Linked DNA regions of Zea mays: region 2 is linked to region 1. A link is a contact called in public Hi-C data. All regions are on one chromosome and are shown on one strand. The core of a region is the stretch at or near the end of the contact, and the rest is flanking DNA. Distances in the headings are between cores, read along the strand shown. Region 1 holds the start of LOC103649523 (ACT domain-containing protein ACR12). Region 2 holds the start of LOC103649524.

Region 1 (6,015 bases), core at 226-2,725:
AGCCGACAGCGGCAATCAGGGCTTGCTCGGACATGGCCAGGAGACGGCCGTTGAAGTAGACAAGGCCGGCGTTGGCGACCCCCGTGCCACGGGACGGGTCGACGAGCCCGCACAGCTCGCGGGCGTAGAACAGCGCCAAACACGCGATCCTGGAGTGCCAGTGCAGCTCGCCGATGGCCTTGGGGAACACGGCCCGCCCCAGCGCGCGCTCCTACCGGAGCTTGGCCGTCTCGGTGAACCGGCACGCGTACGATTCGGCCGCGCCGTTGCGGATGCGCACCGCGCGCACCGTCCCGTCGCCGTCGAACAGGTGGTGCCCTGCCGACGGCTCGAAGCTGGGGTTGACCCTGTTGCGCGCGTACACGCCCGAGATGAATGGTGGGATGCGGCCCGACACTGGCAGCGACCGCACCGGCGCCTGCTCGCCGACCGGCGCGAAGTTGCCGGCGATCTGCACGGCCGGGTCCGCCGACCGCGGTAGCGCGCGCGGCCGCTCCAGCAGGCCCCGATCACGCCCGACTTGCGGCATGGTGGTTGAGGTCACGGAGACTCTATAGCGTCGCGAGGGGGCGGGGCGCACGGCGTTTGCCGTGGAGGTTGTTGAGGGGTGGGGGATCCGTGCGCGGATCAGACGTGGGGGCGAGAACCGAGGGCACACAGACGGATGGTTTAGATTTGATGGAGGTAGATGGACGGTGTAGATTTGTGAAAGATAGAACCAGGAGAGGTAGACTAGTCTTTGCAGCCTTAATATAGTAGTATAGATTCATTCTCTGATTTTGTTAAATTTAGATAATTTCGGGTGTAGTGAGTATGGTTTGCGTATATCAGTCATCTACTATTATGATCGATAGTATTATATATACCTACATGTATATATATTGTCACGAATTTGTTGTATGATTTTTGAATTAGATTAGACTTAAAAGTACCTAGATTCTTATTACTTTGTTGTTGTCACGTAGTCCGTAATGTGGTTATTCGTTCTTGTTATTATAACATTATTCTGTTGCAACGCACGGATGGACTCGACACAGGACTGAGTATTCGTGATGGAGGCGTAGGAAAGGCAGGCTTAAGCCCTGTTTGGGAACAAAGTTTTTGAAAACCACAGTTTTTGAAATACTACAGTATACTTTAGTCATGACAATACCGCAGTTTACAATACCACAATTTTAGAAACTGAGATCTAAATCTAAGTTTAGAATACCTTAAAACAACTATAGTATTTGCAATACTTCAGTTTTGAAAACAGAGATTTTAGCCGGCTTGTCAAACACCATTCTGTATATAATATTGCAGTATTTAAAAATACTGCAGTATTCTTCAAAACTGTGAAAAAACTTCACTCCCAAACACCCCTTAAATCTAGCCGCTTCTGTTTTTTTTCCTATTCCCGTCTAGCGGTCTGGATCCAATCATGCAGTCCAAGTGGCGCGTAAAATAGTCGCCACGATCAGGCTCAGGCCCACTTGTGACGAAAGGAAACAACTAGTCCGACCCATAGGCTCGGTCAGCCCACCCCAGACCCCAGACCTTTCCCCTTCCGTCCCCGGCCGGCGCCAACGCCACTCCAGTGAGCCGAGGGCGGAGACGGTCACGGTGGGCAGAGTGACACGCCGCACGCCTCTCCGCCCCGCTCCGCTCCAGATTGCGCGCACCCACCCATGGCGCTCGCCGCTTCCCACCACGGCCTCCTGCCCTTCGCCCCCGCTGCCACGCCTACCCCGTCACGGTGGCACCTGCGCTTCCGCGCCGCGCGCCCTCTGCCCCGCCCCGCCCGGAGGTGAGCGATCTGATCCCCGCGGGGCCCGTTTCCCTGACGTCGTGCTCGCCGCCTCGCGCTGGTCGGATATTGCTCGCTGGCAGCCTCGAGTCTCAGCGGGATTATCCACTTGCGTTACTCGTATTAGAGTGCCAATGGTCTCGTAGGTGCCGGCTTTAGTTCTCTTTTGCTATAGGGATTTTTTCTTCTCGACCGGGAAAAAAAATTCTATGCAGGACCGACACGTTTACATGACGATCTCCGTGCGTCCCTTTGTGTCTGTCCTAGCTGACGAAGTGACGATCAGTTGGATCGAACTCGCTTAAACAGCCGGATCGAACATCTCCGTGTACCATGTGCCGTGAGCAGATTGATTAGACGGAAGGATTTTAGCATCAGCATGATTGGACGCCTCTAGCCTGTGCTCCATGGGTTTTACTTATACATGATCTCTGCATAGATTTTGTTTTCCATTTAGACCGTCTAATTCAGTGTTGTTCATTGTTCGACGGTCTCGTAGAGTTCTCCGTTGATGATTTGATAGATTCGTGTATGTATATGGGAAATTTGCCTGCGCCTATGATAAGTTGTGCAGTAGTAGGATTCATTTGGGAAGTTATGTCTGCCATCTCGTATCTCTTCATCCCCAACTCTATTGTTTCTTAATTCCTAAGTTATAGTATATACATGATAGTAATAGATAGATCTGTCCTGTATAATACTTCCATGTTCTATATACACTGTATATGTACTAATAATCTTTGTCTTTTGTAAATCTTCCCAACATATGTACTAATAATCTTTGTGTTTTGTAAATCTTCCCAGAATTTGTTGCCAATCTATCAACTCAGCTAATGTGTTGGGAGTTTCTTCAACGGTACAATTTCACACGACTGGTTTAATCAGTGGCAGACGCCACTTCTGTATTTATTCAGTTTGCTTTTTAATGTGTATTCTTGGGAAAATTATCACCCCAGACATCTGATGAGGCAGTCCCAGTCCCAGTTGTCCAGATAGATCAGGACTCAGACCGTGATGCGACCATTGTGCAGCTAAGTTTTGGAGATCGCTTGGGGGCACTACTTGACACGGTATATATTTTACATGCGCCACTGATGCTGTCTTTACATTGTTGCTGCTCAAAATTGTGATGTTTAAGTTTTTGTCATATCTGCCAATTATTTTTCCTGGTATTCACTGTTTGCAGATGAAAGCACTCAAGGACCTTGGCCTTGATGTCACAAAAGGAAGTGTGACAACTGACTCAGCTGTCACACAAACAAAGTTCCACATCATGCGATTGTGGGTGCTTGCTCCTTTCTGTTTTATTTTTTACGTGCAGCATCTAGTTATGTGTGTCTATTAGGAAAACTAAAGAGAGCATTCGCTGTTCCTGCACATATGCATATACCTTTATTCAGCTTTGATGTGATTAATTCTATCCATGTACACACATGGATTTCTTGAAATACTCTTCCATTAATTTTTCATTTAGCCTAGTGTTTTCTTGAGATATTTGATAGTAATCACATAATCCTCTCACATATGCTTTGTCACATATCAATTATTCACAGTATTGGCATTCCTTCTTGAAAATCCCTTGTTCAATCTTAGATGGAAAAAATGGTGGAACCCTTGAGACTTCTGGACCATGATTCCATCTAAATACTATAGTGTTACATTAACCGCTGCATAATTTTTATTTGGATTAGTTAACAGTAATATTTTCCCTTCCCTTTTGTATGTATCTAGTGGGCGCAAGGTTGAGGACCCTGACATGTTAGAAAGGATTCGGCTAACCATCATCAACAACCTTCTCCAGTACCATCCTGTATGTTTCAGATTCTTATGTGTTACTCTGTATCGTTTTTTCTTTACCTATTTTTTACTATCTGATTGAATGTAACTAACACCGTAGTCATGTCATCCTTGTGTAGGAATCAAGTGAGAAGTTAGCCATGGGTGAATTTTTTGGGATAAAACCTCCTGAGAAGAAGGCAAGTGCAATACTGTAAGGTGCCGTTTGGTTCACATATTGGTAACGTAATGGGTAATCAATAAGTCAATAACGTTACATCATGTTTATTTAAGTCCAACCGTAATCACATATCACACTAAAAATGGATACCGTCCATTCAAACTTGTTACCGTTGGTACTCGAATGTGAATCATTATTATTACTATTTACGTTACATTTCGTGAATCAAACAACACTTAAGGGTTGATTTGGTGACAAGGGGATCACGGGGGGATTGGAGGGGATTGAGGGGGAAATTAACTAATTTCCCCCTCAATCCCCTCCAATCCTCCCGTAATCCCGGCTCACCAAATCAGCCCTAAAGTGTAATGCATTCCCATTCTGTAATTTCAGATGCTGTTCTGTATCGTGTTATCTCGGTTTGGCCATCTTTTTAACTATGATCTGTGAGTTATCACTATTTTAGGAAATGGAAATCTATAAACAGTTAGGCTACAAATTTTACTTTGTTATGCTATTGGTTTGTGCTTTGACCTTTGATACATTATTAAGCCTGAATTTGCATTCTTTGATTTATGAACTGGTAGGTAGATGTTGATATTGCAACACATATAGTTGTTGAAGATGACGGACCAAAAAGAAGGTTTGATTCTGTCTTAGCATGATCCAAGCACGTACTATCACTTTTAAATTAACTGTTATTTTGCATGTTTCATAGCATGTTGTCGTGTTATATATGTCAATCTTATTGTTTACATGCCCTCGTGTATTGTTTTATCCTAGAAGAAGTCCTACACATGTGAAAATAAGATTGACACCAAGTGATGTACGTCCCAAATATTCTGTAGTACAAAATGAATTAGCTATTCATGTACACCTGTACAGCATGGTATAAGCCAGAACATCTTAGGCTTGAGCCATGTTTAGGCTGCGACATGTAGTATCAGTTCCTGTAGAAAAAATTGGAAAAAAAGTATACATTACTTCTCACACAAACCAAATAATAGTAAATTGGATCTGGTTACAGAGCATAAAAAGTTTGAAGTGTCATAGATAGGCTGAGAACATGTAGGCATGAGCAACACAATACTACTTGAGGCCATCAATGTTGTTTTTCCTTCTTCAGCCTATGTAATTGTGTTATTCTTTTCCTCCTTAAATGCAAGGCAGAGCTCCTGCCCTTTTTCTTCCAATTTTTTTGTGTGCTTTGTAATATGATCATTAAGTCATTAACTGAGTCAGGTTTCTTTTAGCTCTATATTTTGCTTTTCATGTAAGAATCAGCTTCAATTCATTTTTTGTGCCTACCTATTAGTCTTATCCTTTGTTCATTTGAACTTTGATGTGTCTCAACATGTTTGAAATGCATATTTGTCCTTCCCTATGGATCACTTCCAACACAAGTAGAATCTGAATTCACTGTGTATGCCATTTGTTCATACAATGATGCACATTTCCTTCCTCATCGATTTCTGTTGGAATTCCCAGCATACTTTACATAGAGACCGCCGACCGGCCTGGCCTACTTCTTGAGATAATCAAGATCATCGCGGACACAAATATTGATGTGGAATCAGCTGAGATTGATACTGAAGTATGCTACGTTTCACCCCCCTTGCTTTTTATAGTCGCTAAGACCATTAAAGCCTGTTAGATGATATTTGGCATTCTGTACAGGGTTTGGTTGCGAAGGACAAGTTTCATGTAAGTTACAGAGGTGGAAAACTAAACAGCTCCTTATCTCAGGTCTACTTCCTTGGTCATTCGAGCAACATCATGACCATTTCCTTAATGTTATTTTTTTCTGTCTTCGTTGTGTTCACTTTGCACACTTTATTTTGCTTTTTATATAGGCGCTGACCAATTGCCTGCGTTATTACCTCCGAAGGCCTGAGACAGATGAAGACAGCTATTGATTGTTGTGTTTGTCGAACCTTCCTATAGTGCATTAGAATCAGAAACTTTGGCTTCAGTTCCTTCGCTATGGGCCCCTTGTACTGCTGCAAATGGAGTTTTCCATTGTAGCTGATAAAGTGCCGACAAGGTGCATCCATATGTGCATAGGTGGCACTGAATCGGGGCTCACTGGACCAGTTTGATATTGTAGTAATATATATACAGCTGGGAGCAACATAATTTAGGTTTCGATCATCATTATCCCATTTGATTCCTGTTATAAGGGATCACATTGGAAAACCCTCACATGATTGATGTTGTCTGTATTCTGTAAGTTGGTGCAATCCATTTGCATGTAAAACTCAGCTGCGTACTG
Region 2 (5,948 bases), core at 2,448-4,947, 350 kb before region 1:
CATAAACAATCATAATCAACAGATAATGATTAAGGCCTCTAGCGTAATGGTCAATGCTTCCGAGTAGCACCCAGGTCCCGGGTTCGATCCCCCTCGGGGACGAATTTCTGGCTTGATTAAAAAATCCTCTCGCTATGCCCCGTCTGCTCTCGGGTTACGTCCTGCACGCCACCCTCCGGCTGGACCGTTGCAGAGTGGGCGGTGACGGCCTGCTAGTGATGGACGGCCAGGTTCGAGGAATTTTTTTTTGGCCGGAACCATGTTTCGGTTTTTTCTTAATATAATATCGGGAGTGCGGTCTTTCTCTTTCCCTCCCCGACCGAGTTTTTCATAATAAACAGATAATCGAATAAATTACTGCAAATCCAGCATATACTAAACCTAAAATACTCACTGATCCAACAGAAGGTTTCTCCTTAGTTGCCTGCGTCAATAGCAAACCACCAGCAGCAACCTGGTACAGAACAATAAAAAATTAAGTAAAATGTATTGTAAATGTAGATGTCACAGTTCACACTCCAACTGCACAGAGCATAGCTGCTCCTTAGCCTGCACTAAAACACAGATTTCCACTTGGGCAGATGGAATGTACCAAATTCTTATCCAGTTTGACTATTTGAAGAATAAACTAGTATAGAACATAATATACACTTGAATCTTTAAAGGAGAAAATGTCATTGCAGAGGCCAGTATAGTAGTACGTTACTATTCCATTATCCCAAAACAAGGAATAACGTGCCACAGAACCACTATCACAGTGCATGCATACGAGATGGATAACCTTAGGCTGGGGTAATCGATCTGGTGCAAATGTAAGACAAGTGCCAAACAAGATTTCACTCAGAATGGGTCAGTGGTGAGCTGAGCCAAGTCAAACAGTTCACATCGGCTAAGGAACGCAGAAATTGGAGCTTCCTGGACATGCTTTGCTCTAGTATCCAGACTTGACAGAAGACATTTAGACATATCATGAATAAACAGAACATCTGCCAAAGACATAATAAAACTTTTTGACTCCTGTCCGATGTGTGGCTTTCCTATTCTGTTCTAGTGGATGAATATGTCGTATTATATGGTTTATTCTGCTCCAAACACAATTTTCTAAACTTGATATAAGTTGTCACTAGAGATGAAGCCTTCCGTATATGGAATATGCAACTTGTGTGTGAAATTTCTAGACAAATTGTGGCGTCGGAAAAGGCTTGCTTAAAATAACATGAACAGAGCAGTACAGTAGCCAATTAATCTGGATAGTGTCACGATAGTAATATTCTTGTTTCTTGATAAGCATACCTTAATCAGAATGCGATCATTCGGTGGTTTCATATCCTTCACATCATCACTGTCAAGAATACCAATTATGTCATCTTATTTCAAAATGAGATGGTCGGCGTCATTGAATTTCAATTCTGTGCCTGCATATTTCGAGTACACAACTTGTGCACCAACCTGTACAAGATTATAAATCAATGTCAAGTTACTCAATTGGCTTAGGACAGTACAAGTGTGTTACAACGGAAAAAAAATGTTACTGGTGTCTGGTGACAAGGCCATGAGGAAAATTGTCTTCCAAAATTAGAAGTTCAAACCTAGAAGAAGATTGGATACAGAAAAAATCTTAGCATACAAAACATACAGCTACTTTATTTATGGTCACCCGCAGGCCACACCGAGCTCCTCCAAGGTGCCGGCCTCCCTACATCTATGTATTTCTAATGCAGCTCTCCGTTCATTGTTTTTGCTGCTGCTCTGCAATGGATAGATTGACAGCACTTGTCCATGATCGATACACACGGTAGATTTATATTTAATTGTATAATACTGTAGCCATATTTTAGACCTATCTATCTTTATTGTACAGCAATTTCTATTTAACAAACTCAAAAGACATTACAATTATTGGCTATGAGCTATTATCAACTCGGGCATTCAGGTCGTTTTACAGCTATAATCAGGATAGCCAAAAACTCAGCTTATTGAGGCAGCAGATTCTCTGGACAGCAAAATTATCAAACAAGCTGCTACCCAGAGAATCGAGTTCCTGAAAAGCGACTACAAACAGGGCCTAACTCTATCGTTCATAAGCCTATTTCTTATCTTTCACTAAGTAGCCTGCAGGATACATTACTGTTCTGGTTGGATAAATAGGCTGCTCTCCCCGTAGTGAAATTCTAATGCTAACAAGATTAAAGTGAAGAACTTGCATACATACAGCAATACGTGTGCAACCAGCAAAAAATTAGTTAGGTGATAGATAAAAGCCAGCAACAATATTACCTAACAGAGGTACTTGGAGAACTCAGAGGGGAGGAAGGACATGGGACAGCCGGACCTTATTTTGGTCAAGTAAGCGCCCTCGGTTCCAATGGCATACTGCCTCCCATTGGTATACTGAGAAAATGACTCCACTCTCCTGGTGCTCATGTCAATGGTGACCAGCTACATATTCTTTCTCACGTATCCGAACTCGCTGATGACAAAGTGCACTACATGTGGCCTGTCCATGTCAGCTTGGGGGAACATGAGAATGTCATGCGGTAGGCACTCAGGGTTGGCAGACCAAAGCTCATCGGAGGTGACCGTGTAGTCCTCTTCCCATACACACCCAACCGTGTTCGGCTCCGTGATGTTGCATAACATGAGGGAGTGGCACCTGATAGTGAAGCCAGCACCAGCCGTTGGTGAACAGGAGCGCACCCCCCTCACGGGTGGTCGACATGCTGCGGTACAACCAGCAGCAGTCCTTGTTGCGAGTGTTGTTGTCAGGGAACTTGTCCAGAGGGAACTGGCTGAAGATAACAGTAGGGCTGGGCTCCCCAAACATATCGTAGAAAAGGATGCCTCGCTCATAGTCAACCCAGCAAAGCCAGCGGTCGACCAGGATAACCGTGTCGGTCTGCCATAAGCAAAGTTGCCAGATCACATTGGGGTCGGTGCTGCAGAGGATGGGCAAACGCATGGAGTCTCATTTGCCAGCTGATTTCAGGAACAAGTAGATGTCAGCAAAGGCCATGTAGCAGTTGTGCTTGTAAACCTACAGCTCTACCACCGCGAACTCTTCTTCGCCTCGGCACAGGAGGCCCATGGACCTGACCGCCAGTAGGCGTCATCCCCGAGAAGCACGTTTACGAGGTAGGCGGCCCTCACGGCGGCTACAATCCATGTCAGGCTCGGCACAAGGCGGGAGCGCAGTCAGCGAAGAGGAAGTGTCGGCACCTGAGGTGCTGTAGATGAAGAATTCCTGAACCAGACTTGCGAACATCATGGTGCCGACGCGAAACAGGACGCGATGCCGGTCGGTCGCCACGATGGCCTCGCTTCCGTCCGAGAAGGACTCGTCGTCCCTGCGGAAGACGACGCGCTCTAGCATCACCCAGTTGGGGACGACAGCGACGACGAAGAAAGGCTTCTCGTCCTCGAGAGACATGCGACCTTGAAACAGATTGCGAGATTAGGGGTGCCAAGGGGAATCTCTGCGACGACAAATTGGGAGATTTGTAGGTTGATGAGGCGTCTTACTGACGAAGGAGGAGGCGGCGGCCGATAAGGCGGAGGACGGAGGCGGCCAGAGGGGCGAGTTGTGGATCCGGTGACTTCCAGATTCCAGAGACCAAAGCGGATCTAGGGTTAGGGTGGGTGGCTACACCAACTTCTATATACCAGGGGCTCATACGCTGTTTGGGCCACTGGGTCGTTATTCCTGGGACTCCCCGACCGACGTAGGCTTCTTTAAATGGACCTTTATAATTCTGTATTATCTTCTGTGTCTTATCTTAGACAACTACGAATGCGTCCATGCTTTGCTATGAACAAAAATAATATATAACAATAATAAAAAAAATTTAAAAATGTTGCTTCAAATACACATATTATCACTCAAACAATACTAGCGGGATGCCCGTGCGTTGCTACAGTTGACAATTCATTCAAAAAATGCATACATCATAGTATTATACCAATAAAAACTAAATCAAGTTATGTTGTAACCAAGTAAAGATATTGTGTGTTGCTGATAAGTCAAGATATAAAACTATTTCAGAATCAGTCATGATCCTACTCTGCTCCATCGAGTTATAACCACAGTAATTATTCACTGCAACTCTTAAACAACTCAGGTAGCTGGACAAAACACACCTCAAACACCAGAAAAAAAAAACTACCATGTTTCTAGTCCAAACCAGTTGTGTTGCCGTTCTTTAGTTGTTCTTAAATTACCCTAATTTTGGCCGTTTATTTAGCAGAACTGCCTACACAACTTTGGCTAGACAGCAGAGTACAAATGATAAATGTTCATGAGTACAACTTTATTTTCTGTAATTGCAAGCACAGACGTGGAATTCAGTGCAAAATCAGAACGTGAAAGGCCCACACAATTCCAACCGAGAGTTGAGTTCCTCCATTACCTATATGTGAGGTTTGGTTGGTCTATACTTGAAATTTAAGGGTACTAAATGCAAATTATGTGACAGCTCTAACAACTCAATGCTTTTGGGCCCTCAGACGAAGGCAGCTTACATTTCCAAGCATGGCCACCATCAAATTAAATACATACCCCTTCTATTAATTATTAATTACAAAAGTGGTTCTAATTAATGTTTATCTTGTGTTAACTAACAACATTGCTAGAATAAAGGTAAGTAGGTTATTTTAACACACATCTAAATATTTTTGTCAATTCTAAAGAATATTATTATTTTCATAAAAGTACGCTAGCATGAAAAATGTAATGCTATGATCCAAATTGCATATACTTACTTGAGGCATGCTGAATTCAGAGTCCAATTTACATATCAAAAGTTTATCACATTTATTATCTAATCTGCAAATAAGTGACTCTATAAAGACATCTTTATCATTCTGTAATAATTAGAATATGATGTCAGGCTGCTAGTAATACAGATATCAAAATCAAATAAGCTTTTCAAGAGAATGATATATATAGACAACTACTGATTGTTAGAAATACAGAGATAACATAACAAAAACATGAAATAAAATAGAAAATTGGAGACTATATGTTTTATTATAGTACGCATCTACTAAGCGGGTTTTAATGTTTTATATTCCTTCAAGCAGTAAAAAAGAAGTCAAAGCTTCTACCTAAATTGTCTTCTGCAGTCCAGAATTAAGAAAAAAGGCCTCACAAAAAATATAGAGCATTATTATACGATATTATTGCAAAACAATCAGAGTGAAATATCTAAAAAAGGCTGAATTTAGCTTTTCTTGACAATCATAGTCACTTAGTAACAAAAAATAGTGTGTGATCAAGATCTAACCATTTCATTGCATTTAAAGCGTTTGCTAGGCACAAGAAACAATTTCTTCACGGACTTTAACGAAAAAGTCAAATGGAAATAGTCATTACGAGTGTAATCAACAGTATCCATAAAAAGCTCATGAGCAGGACCTATAGAGCTACTCACTTTTGTAATATATAGTTTATCAAGGTTAGGATTGGCTGCACGCTGAGCTGCAATTTGTGAACAGACCTGTGGGAAGAATAAAACATACATTCAGTCCTAGAGTGTAGTAAAAATAAAGACGAGTACTTGCAATTTTGATATGGGTGTAGCAATTTTGAGCTGCAATGTTTTCTGGGCACAGTTGGACGTCCTCCTGCGTGCGGATAATTATGAAAGCTTACAGGTTGATGGCTTCACATAATACTCTACAACACGACACTCATACATTATTCATGTCAGATGAGAGAGATGGGCACCTAAACCTAAGAAACTATCAGCACAACAAGTGTACCCTAATCCAGAAAACAAACATTCTCTGCGTGCTGACAAAGCTAAGTATTCACGAGACTGTACAAAAACATAAATCACACCACAAATACCAACATGATCACATGACCGTTGTCCAATGATGCTCAAATTGCGGCACTAGCAGCAACGTACCATATGAGCAATGATGTTCAGAAACATAAATCACAATGCAAA

Evidence for each region. Hi-C and Micro-C count contacts between places; a contact is called where the count stands out from the background.
Region 2: a Hi-C map of ear shows a contact between it and region 1, with 2.5 times the contacts expected there. The contact joins the promoter of LOC103649524 here to the promoter of LOC103649523 in region 1. A contact is called at or near these places in 2 of 25 Hi-C or Micro-C datasets (ear and tassel).

The regions. Positions count from the first base shown.
Region 1 is chr3:770,733-776,747 of Zm-B73-REFERENCE-NAM-5.0, reverse strand. LOC103649523 (ACT domain-containing protein ACR12) reads left to right here and starts at 1,475. Exons shown (of 10, transcript XM_008675242.3): 1 at 1,475-1,786; 2 at 2,591-2,642; 3 at 2,743-2,856; 4 at 2,973-3,067; 5 at 3,518-3,596; 6 at 3,703-3,762; 7 at 4,331-4,386; 8 at 5,232-5,337; 9 at 5,421-5,489; 10 at 5,597-6,015. The coding sequence starts at 1,668. The coding sequence ends at 5,659.
Region 2 is chr3:1,124,887-1,130,834 of Zm-B73-REFERENCE-NAM-5.0, reverse strand. It overlaps LOC103649524, which reads right to left and starts at 3,697. Exons shown (of 7, transcript XM_035966118.1): 1 at 3,520-3,697; 2 at 2,278-3,432; 3 at 1,294-1,449; 4 at 395-454.